Linked DNA regions of Zea mays: region 1 is linked to region 2. A link is a contact called in public Hi-C data. All regions are on one chromosome and are shown on one strand. Each heading gives the region's core, a stretch centred on a gene start, on an enhancer-like site or on the middle of the called end of the contact. The rest is flanking DNA. Distances are from core to core; before and after follow the strand shown. Region 1 has its middle 28 kb from the start of LOC103651003. Region 2 holds the start of LOC100281510.

Region 1 (5,505 bases), core at 1,523-4,022, 170 kb before region 2:
AAAAAAATGGCCGGTGCTACTGCATGAGCAAACAAAACCGGGCGCCGGCGTTGCAGGCAAGCTCACGAGGCACGCCGACGCCGTTTCACATCCTGTCGTCTTCATTCTGTAGTACTTGATCACGTCTTTGTCGCCGGGTTAAACGGGTCAATTTCAAAAAGGGGCAAACGTGGTTTTCTCCGTCCCTAGGCTTAGAAAGGACGGGTAAAATCTCGTTCAGATCCATATTGTTTTCTATATTTGACCCGATCGTTTTCGTATTTATGGAAAAATATGGAAACGAGATGGAAACGTTAGAAGATTTATTTCGTCCGTTTTTTGCGGGATCCTGTTTTTATCTGAATTAAACCCGTATTTATTCCGTATTTGATAAATATGGGATGAATCTAATATACATTATTATATAAACTAAAGCTTCGTGTCTTTTGACAAATTATAGCGCAAGTGGCCATTGTTACCATCGGTTCTTTTCAATGACAAATGGTTTAAAGTCTTAAACAACATCAGATGTAGCTAAATATACACTATTAACAACCAAACAACAATAGAATGATGTCTCTCTATATCTATTTGTTTTATGTTATTGTTCTGTCAATCAATCACTAGTCAAACATCAATATCATTTCTATTTGTATTAAATTATGAGTTTCCGTTAATATTTTCGTTTCCGTTCGTTTTCGCAATTCGGTTTATCCCGCTCCCGTTTTGGTTCCCGACTATTTCGGAGCCGATTCTGTTTCCGATAATAAACAAGAGAGGTTTTTCCGTCCGTTCGTTTTCATCGCTATTCGCACCTGTGCGCAACATTGGCGAGCCTGCCCTAGACTAGACCGGCTGTTCACTTGAGAGCGCGATAACAGGGCTCCTTTTGAAATTTGTTTGGTCATGCAGCAAAGCGCTGTTGTTCCGTCACCTCAGTTGTAAAAAGAGGCGTGATTGCCTACAGAACTAGCCTCGCATTCAAACGGAAGGCAAAGGCGACTAGGCGAGCAAGAAAGGGTTGTTGATCCCTGATCCCCCCGTCGCCACATTTTCCACAGCGCCTTTCCGCCCTCGCCATTTCCCGCGAAAGGCACACGGCTGCCAAGGTCTCGGGCATCAGCCAGACCGCCAGAGAGCCTGAGCTGAGACGCCCAGAGGAGGGGGGGAAAAGAACAGCTGATCCATCGGGGCGAGGACGGGCCGGAACGACGAGCGAGCACGAGAAAGCGCACCGTTCATGATTGCGGTAACGTGCGAGTCGATTCGCCTCGCTCGGCTTTCCCGGTCCCCGGAGCTCGCTCGACCACGGGGGCACGGGCACGGTGGCGCCGCGCGCGGGCGTGGACGGATCCGATCGATCCCCCTCGAGATCCTGTGGCGCGGCCCTGCACTGCAAAGCGGCAGAGAGGATCGAAGCGCGGGCGCTTTACCAAAATTAGAGCTCGGCGATCGGTTTGGGCGATCCGCGCCCTCCTCCTCACTTGTCCTCTACTAGCTCGCATCGCATGGAGTAAAGGCAAAGCTCTCAGAGCTCACCGCATCGCATCGGTGTTCTTTTTCCGCTTGCGCTCAGACGCGCGCTTACTTCCATGCTCCCGGCGCCGATCCCTAGACGTGGAGACGGAGGAGGAGGGTGGGTGGGGGGGGGGGGGGGGGGGAAGCATCACAAAGCGACGCTTTGGCGTGAATCGTGATTGATGCGCCACATAGCAGAACCAGCGTTGCGTTCGGTGATGGAGGATTGCTCCAACGGGCGATGCTTGCTTGCTGCAGCAGTGAGCCAACGCCCAACTGCACACAGGACAGCACAAGTCACTGGATCGTGATCGACCAGCTGGGAGCCTGCATTCCTTTGTTCGTCGACATGGGACTGCATCCCTGGAGCAGGGAACGAGAATCCAATGCCAGCGAGAGAGAAGGGGAACATGAGCATTCAACCCGATCCACCAGAAGCCTGTCATTAAAATTACTACTGCTCCTACGCCTGTCTCTGCCTGTCTTTGAAAACAACGGCTCGTCAGGACCGAGCAGCAAAGCCTCCCTCGAAGCTCGCGAGGAATGGCAGGGAGAAGGGCCCAAACAGAGAAGAAAAAACAACTTCTTTTTTCTGGCCTCAAAGCTGGGATAGGAGGACTTGGTAGTATTTGCATGGGAATCAAATCAAAAGCGCCGGAGAAAAGCAACGGCCCCGCAGCTTTAATCGCGCCTCTTTCCCTTTCTCCAGCCCAGCCGGGCTTGTTCGGTTACACAAATCCAGAGGGGGATTAGAGGGGATTAAATCCCCTTCTAGTAAAAAATGACTATAAGAAGATTTAATCCCCTTTAATCCCCTCTGGATTGGTGTAACCGAACATGCCGTGTCGTTGCCCCGTAGTGTGGCTCGGCGTAGCGACTGTAGCCGTAGTGCTTGCTACGAAGTCGAAGATGCCGCCGCCGCCCGTCGCGTACAGTCAGTTGGTACAGCGCCCGGTCGCTGCAGGAACGCATGCTCTCCCACCGCACACACGAGTACGCGGCGGCGCACCGCGCACGCGCGCCGCCGCCGCCGCGGGGTGACGAGACGAGCTGGCATCTGGAGGAGGCGCAGGCGCCTAATCGCTCGCATGATGACGGGGGTTATGATGATCAGAGACCGCTTTTTGACACCGGAACCATCATATTCATACGCGATCGCGATCGACAAAACCTTTCCGAATTCTTTGCCTGATCATTGCAGCCCAGCTTGGATCGCGGGGGCGCTGTCTGTCCGTCCGTCCGTCCGGGGGAGCGCCCGCCGCCCGCCCGCTCCTCTAATAAAGGCCAAAGCGCGATGGTCACGGAGGCACGCGCGGAGGTGACGTGTGTTGGCTTTCCTCCAAAGGCCAAAGCGCGATGGTCAAAGCTTCAACGAACTTGCCAGGCAGCAGATGGATATGGGTGGTTTCGAACAGCTTTCGAGGGGAGTTGGAATTCACTCCCTAGATCTCGCAACTTCTCGTTGTGGTATGACTGCATTGTCTGATCAGAAGCATCGCCAAAGAGGGACCAATAGATTGTTGGAAATTTTGAATATGTGTAGTCGAGGATCTGCACAAATGGTTAATCTAGAGAAATCTGACATTTTCTTTGCTAATGTATGGTGAGCAGCCCATATCTGCACAAATACTACCGTCACTATATCTTTAAGGGCTTGTTCGGTTAGCTCTCAATCCATGTGGATTGAGTGGGATTGGATAAGTTTAAATTCCAAGTAAGTCAAACTCCTTCTTAACTTTTTCCAATCACATCCAATCCATTGGTAACGGGATTAACCGAACAAGGCATAAAGTGAGAGTTCCTTCATACCTCGCGAGGAAAACAAAAAATGAGTGGCGCCACTTGAGGTTCATATTGTGGCCCTCTCCCTCCCACGTTCAGCTTCTAACCACTCTGTTCTACAAAAGATAGATATCGTAAATATTGTGAATATACAAACTAACACGCGAGCGAGCAACTAACTAGTTATGGGTAACACACATAATGCCGCTTGGGAGCATTTCACATTGAATCAGTTTGTTTCATGGTAAGTAGGGATGAAAATGGACGGAAAAAACACTCTCCCATTTTCGTATCCGCATTTTATCATCGAAAACGGCATTGGGTCCGGAATAGTCGGGAACAGAAACGGGAGTGGGATAAACGGAATTGCGAAAACGAACGAAAACGGAAATACTAACGGAAACTCATAATTTAATACAAATAGAAATGATATTGATGTTTCACTAGTGATTGATTGGCAGAACAATAGCATAAAAAAATAGATATAGAGAGACAACATTCTATTGGTGTTTGGTCGAGACCTCCGTGCCTCTTACTGTGGCCGAAATCACAAACATAACCCTAACCCGAGATCTAATCTCTCTATTAACTTCTTTGTTTTTCTATTCTTAGGGTGATTAAACGTTGATGATTAAAATTGAGTTCAATCACTTTGACCCGAGATCTTTTCTGTGATATCAAAATCATGTGCAGATTAGAAGATCTAGAATTACTTTGGTTGGCTTCGATGCCATTGTTAGGTTTTGTGGTGCCTATGATCAATTTCTAAGCCTCTAGAATACCAATCCGTACTAGAAAAACCTTGATGATGAGTAGCTCTAATTTATTGAGAGGTGTAGGTAGACGTACCTTCGTTGTTGTTGTTTATGGTGGCAGCAATGGTGATAGCGTCTGGCATAGTAGACTTGCCTTCTCCTTCTCCTCCACCACCTCCATGTGTGTTCTTGCAAGGTTGATGTTCGTCGTCGCCGGTCGGCAATGGATCTTCTCCTCCAGTAGCATCTACAGGCGGAGGCTTGGATCCCGTGCCCGTTGGAGTGATCACGGAGCCCGATGCCATGATCGCAACTCTTCCTGTCACTACACACGCTTAGGTGATGGGAACCTTTGTTGGTGTCAATTAGGGTTTGTGGTCGAGTGATTAGGGTTGGCTAAACCTGCTGGCCCCCTTAATCTACTTATATGACGTTGTGTGACTGAGGGCTGCAACCAATAGTTAGGATAGCCCTCTTGATCAAGGGCGCGGATAGACGGTTAGAATGAACTCTACCCTGATTCCTGTAAACCGGCTCGTGTAGAGGACACACCCTAATATATATGTTTCTAAATTCATCACCATCGAGTTGAATGTAAACATAAAAAATAAAGACCTAAAACGAATACTATTTTAGGACGGAGGGGTATAAGACTGCCCAATAAAATCAAATATTTACACATGCTTCTTGTAGGCCATTATAATTTGCATCTTTCTCTTTCCTTTAGCCTTTTAAATCGATGGGCTTGTTTTGCTAATAAATTTGAAGCCTATTTTAGAAGTACCTGATGTGAGGTCATAAAACAAATATCGTCTAATGTTTGGGGGTCATATTTTCTACTATCATATAGGCAGACATGCAGCGAAGGATTTCCTCTCCCCTCCTCTGCAACGTAGGAGTATCATTCCTCTTCCCTCCCCTGCAATGTACTGCGTACCAATATACTTGCCAGTTTGAAGATAATGGCCACATCAAGCCATCAATCATCATGCCTCTTTGTCCGAGTGCTGAAAGCCCAAATCAAGGGGCTTTTTCTTTAGAGCCTACCAAATTATATGCAGGATTTTTTAAAAAAATTGACCACACCATATACAAGCAGCACGTGCATCTTGCTGAATGCAAAGAAACATGGAGTGCAGAAATCATTCCGCAGGAGGCAGATTCCGCTTCAGGGCTTGTTCGGTTATTTTCAATCCATATGGATTGAAGGGGATTGATACGGATTGGAGGGGATTTTGACTTATTGTGAATTGAAACCCCTTCAATCCCCCTCAATCCATATGGATTGGGATAAAACCGACAGCGCAGCAAAAGCGAAAGGTGCGAATTTTTTCAGTTTAGGCATAGGTAAAGGAAATAACATATGTAATGTTCTGATGTGCTACCCGCTGAACATAGGTGACCAAACTAGAGTGAAACTGGAAGGTTTTGTCATGCCAACAGCACAAGGCAACCAGATGCAGACAAGATA
Region 2 (5,234 bases), core at 552-3,051:
TTGAAGACAAGATGCTTGATATGTTGCATCAAACTATGATGCATGCGACCATAAAGCTTTCCTTCAGATCTTTAACGAGGAGGAGGTAAGGGACACAACTTCAGAGTTACATCAAACATGATTGTGAAGGCGTCCACGACCGATTGATGCAAGACTACTTTAACGACCCGTGTATCTACCCTTCACTTTACTTTCTTTGAAGGTACCACATGTGAAAGAGTATGTTTCTTCAAATCTTGCTTAGGTTAGGTGAGCATTTTTCCTATTTCACTCTTAGAATCGATGCACTCAACCGCAACGATTTCTCCCCCTACCAAAAATGCACCACCACCCTATGTATGCTCGCCTATAGTAGTGTTGTTGACTCTATTGATAAGTATATCGAAATACAAAAAGGTTGGCCTTAGAGTGCCTCGAAGGATAGAACATTCCTATAAGGGGGTTATTTCATGTTTTAGTGAGAAGTATAGTTGTCGTCCCACTGTTATGATCTTAGGTAACTTTTAGCTAACGAGGAGGAGATGGGATTTTCTAGTATGATAGGAAGTATAGATTGTATGGATTAGTAGTGGAGGAGCTATCCAATTGGATGCATATTACAATTTATAAGAGTAAACATAATCCCCAATCATCATGCTCAAGGCGATTACCTCATGTAACGTATGGATTTGGCATGCTTTTTTGCGAGGTTTTGGGGGTCTAACAACGCGTCAACGTGCTCAACTAGTCACCAGGCATTGTTGTTCACTAACATGCTTAAACAAGAAGCACCAAATGTGAATTTCACGATAAATAGACATGAGTACACCCAAGGGAACTACTTTGCCGATGGAGGAGCTATCCCGTTGGATGTCGTTGTTTATGAGGACCATTCCCTTCCCATAGACTCTAAAACAGCAGATGCCTGTTGCATGCTAGAAGGGCACATGGAGGATATAGGGATATCATTTGGGGTCTTTAAGGCTCGCTTCCACATTGTCACTAGGCTAGATCATTCTTTTTTCTCACCAAGTACTCAGTGTGACCATGTGTGTATGTATTATTCTGCACAATATGATCATTAAGGATGAGCTTGAAGAAGCATACGATGTGGATGATTGTGATATAGTCGAGTTCTCTGTTGCAGTACCAACCATCACTCCGGAGTCCAGAAGCACCTATGAACTTTGCAACCATTCTTTAACGTGAGGCCACAATCCATACTAGTTTAGTTATGATCAGTTCCAATATAATTTAATAAAGTATATCTAAGACCTGCACCATAAAAATTAGATTTTATTTTTTTAATAATTATGTATTTTTCAAGTAGTATATTTTTAATTGTTTTAAGAAATGTGTATTTTTTTCAAATAATGTAATTTGTGATTCTTTTTAAAAGTTATTTATTTTCTATTTTTTTAATTATGTGGTCGATGATTTTTCTAATACAATTTCATGTTTTATTTTAAATAAAGGTTTATAAAAAGAAAGCTAATGTGATATTGAGATGACTATACGCTGATGAAGTCTGTGCATTAAAACATTATGGTAGATAAAGATTGACCACATCGTTGTATGATCGGTAGGAGCCTAGCAACGCTAGAACCAGCCTAAGATTCGCACAAAAAAACAAGTCTGTTGTTGCTACGGAATGGGCATAGCCGCATAGCATAATTGATTTCTCTCTTATCACAGACAAGGGAGACACACGGACAGACACCCTTTTGAGCTGGTTGTGGTGCAGCTCACTGAGCACTGTGCTGCGCCCGGCGGGCGACGTAATTTATCACCTCACCTCCTGCACCCGGGTGCTTACGTGGCGTGAAACCACCGGCTGATCGGCGCAGGAACGGAGTAAGCGCAGCCTCCATTCCCCGTTCCTCGCTGGCCGCTACTACTCATCCCTCGCTCTTGCGGAGGCGAGGCAGAGGCTTGCTCCTACCTCCAATAATTCCCTTCCGCCTCTCCTCCCGTCCTCTCGCAAGCCCACACCACACCTGCAGAAATCACAGCGGCAGGTGCAGCAAAAATCTCCATGCCCCCGCTCGGCTAGATCTCCGACGAGCCGGCCCCGCGCGGTAGCAGATTCGCTCCCCTATCCCGACCGATGGGCGGTGAGGTGCCGGAGCCGCGCCGGCTGAGCCGCGCGCTCAGCTTCGGCTGCGGCGGCGTCCCCGAGGAGGCGCTGCACCTCGTGTTCGGCTACATGGACGACCCGCGAGACCGGGAGGCGGCCTCGCTCGTGTGCCGCCTCTGGCACCGCATCGACGCGCTCTCGCGCAAGCACGTCACCGTGGGCTTCTGCTACGCCGTGGAGCCCGCGCGGCTGCTCGCCAGGTTCCCGCGGCTCGAGTCGCTCGCGCTCAAGGGGAGGCCCCGCGCCGCCATGTACGGGCTCATCCCCGAAGACTTTGGCGCCTACGCGGCGCCCTGGGTCGCCGAGCTCGCCGCGCCCCTTGACTGCCTCAAGGCGCTCCACCTGCGCCGCATGACCGTCACCGACGAGGACATCGCCGTGCTCGTCCGCGCGCGCGGCCACATGCTACAGGTGCTCAAGCTCGACAAGTGCTCCGGCTTCTCAACAGACGCCCTCTGCCTCGTCGCGCGCTCCTGCAGGTAGTACCCGTACTTATGTTCGTCGTGTAGTCGTGTTCATCTGCTGATCTGCAACGCCGTGTTTGTTCGGCCTGCTTTCCCATTACGGTGTGCGGGGAAAGTAAGCTGGGTAGTTGCGCACTTGAGTACTTGATATTTCCCCCCTCTAGAGAGATCATGATTCTTCGTCCCGTGGAGATGTTCCTAAAACGGAGTAACAGAGATAAGATCGAGCCGTGTGTCAGTTTCTCTAAGTACTCACATGTTCTAATACGGACAAGATGCAGCTCGCCCGCTTCTGGATTTTCCTTCCTCTTTTCTGAGATATTGTCATGGGCAAGCTCTGATGCGATCTTAGGCCATAACATGCGATAATTTTCTTGAAGACAAATAAACAAGAGCTTTAGATATGCAAAACACACATCCCTAGCACTGCTGGTTTGATTGTTAGTTCAGTGTTTTTTGTTTCCATTTCAATATGTACTTGTACTTGGTCATGTTACGTGAGGAGTCCCAGTTCTTAGTACAACAATTTCGCATAAATCAACAAGAGCTTTAGATATGCAAAACACACATCCCTAGCACTGCTGGTTTGATTGTTAGTTCAGTGTTTTTTGTTTCCATTTCAATATGTACTTGTACTTGGTCATGTTACGTGAGGAGTCCCAGTTCTTAGTACAACAATTTCGCATAAATCAGCAAGAGCTTTAGATATGCAAAACACACATCCCTAGCACTGCTGGTTTGATTGTTAGTTCAGTGTTTTTTGTTTCCATTTCAATATGTACTTGTACTTGGTCATGTTACGTGAGGAGTCCCGGTTCTTAGTACAACAATTTCGCATAAATCAACAAGAGTTTTAGATATGCAAAACACACATCCCTAGCACTGCTGGTTTGATTGTTAGTTCAGTGTTTTTTGTTTCCATTTCAATATGTACTTGTACTTGGTCATGTTACGTGAGGAGTCCCAGTTCTTAGTACAACAATTTCGCATAAGCAGGCTGTTTGAGGTGTCACCAAGGCAGAGCACTCATGTCCTCAATGAAACACATTTTGACCAAAATTTGGTTGCTGTTTTGCGCGTTGTTTACTTCAGTTATCTACCAATTCAATCAAGAACACATCTCATATGGTACCATGACTTGTATTTCAGTCAGCATCTTTTTCCTTTCTTCTTCCCAGAAGTCTTTTTGGGCGGTTTAATTTTTTATTTCTTAGTTTGAATTCTATAATAATGTTGTTGAACCAGTTGGCTTAAGGATGTTGAATAATAGATTTTCATGGAAGTTTTGTGTTTGACACACACACAATTCATATTTTACGTATCATTTACTGATGATGCACAGTGAATTTATCATTCTAGTTGCTTTGGCTGCATGATATCACAACAGTAACTTGTCATAAATCGTCTTGACAGGTCTCTGAGAACCTTGTTCCTGGAAGAATGTATAATTGAGGATGAAGGGAGTGAATGGCTCCATGAACTCGCTGTCAACAATTCTGTTCTGGTGACACTGAACTTTTACATGACAGAACTCAAAGTGGAGCCTGCTGATCTGGAGCTTCTTGCAAAGAACTGTAAATCATTGATTTCTTTGAAGATGGGTGACTGTGATCTTTCAGATCTGATTGGGTTTTTCCAAACCTCCAAAGCATTGCAAGAATTCGCCGGTGGTGCCTTTTTTGAAGTTGGAGAGTACACCAAGTACGAAAAGGTCATTTTCCCACCTAGGCTATGCTTCTTAGGGGGTCTTACCTTCATGGGTAAAAACGAGATGCCAGTTATCTTTCCGTATTCCACAATGCTTAAGAAACTGGACTTGCAGTTCACTTTCCTCACCACTGAAGACCACTGTCAGCTTATTGCTAAATGCCCCAACCTAAGTGTTCTCGAGGTAATGTTTTTGGACATCTTTAATATTACTCGTGTGTCTAAAATAAGTGACTATCTAATTTCAACTGACAAGGTAGATGCTCTCGACAGGTGAGGAATGTGATTGGGGATAGAGGACTAGAAGTTGTTGCTGCTACATGCAAGAAGCTACGAAGGCTCAGAATTGAGCGTGGCGACGATGATCCTGGCCAAGAAGAGCAGGGAGGAGTCTCTCAGATAGGTTTGACAGCCGTAGCCGTTGGCTGCCGCGAACTAGAGTACATAGCTGCCTATGTATCTGATATCACAAATGGGGCGCTGGAATCCATTGGCACTTTCTGCAAGAATCTCTATGATTTCCGGCTTGTTCTACTTGACAAACAGAAGAAGATAACAGACCTGCCACTTGACAACGGCGTCCGTGCCCTACTGAGGAACTGCGTCAAACTTCGGAGGTTTGCCTTCTACCTGAGACCGGGAGGGCTTTCAGACGTAGGCCTCGGTTACATTGGACTATACAGTGGGAACATCCAATACATGCTGCTCGGCAACGTTGGTGAATCTGACAACGGATTGATCCAGTTTGCAACGGGATGCACCAACCTGCGGAAGCTCGAGCTGAGGGGCTGCTGCTTCAGCGAGCGAGCTCTGGCAGTGGCCGTGCTCCAGATGCCCTCGCTGAGGTACATATGGGTGCAGGGGTACAGAGCCTCTCGAACGGGCCAGGACCTCATGCTCATGGCCAGGCCGTACTGGAACATTGAATTCGCGCCTCCCATTCCCGA

What was found. A called contact is a pair of places that touch in the nucleus more often than the background predicts.
Region 1: a contact with region 2 is called in a Hi-C map of bundle sheath, with 2.2 times the contacts expected there. The contact joins the enhancer-like site here to the promoter of LOC100281510 in region 2. A contact is called at or near these places in 2 of 25 Hi-C or Micro-C datasets (bundle sheath and endosperm).

Annotation. Positions count from the first base shown.
Region 1 is chr3:183,804,683-183,810,187 of Zm-B73-REFERENCE-NAM-5.0, reverse strand. No RefSeq gene overlaps it. Among protein-coding and RNA genes, the nearest start is that of LOC103651003, 28 kb to the left of the region's middle. Within about 2 kb of position 2,772, at least 14 of the 20 cell types and tissues checked have an H3K27ac peak or open chromatin away from gene starts, as enhancers often do. A contact at or near this core is called in bundle sheath, where this site is marked.
Region 2 is chr3:183,634,306-183,639,539 of Zm-B73-REFERENCE-NAM-5.0, reverse strand. It overlaps LOC100281510, which reads left to right and starts at 1,801. Exons shown (of 3, transcript NM_001154428.3): 1 at 1,801-2,595; 2 at 3,994-4,471; 3 at 4,561-5,234. The coding sequence starts at 2,087.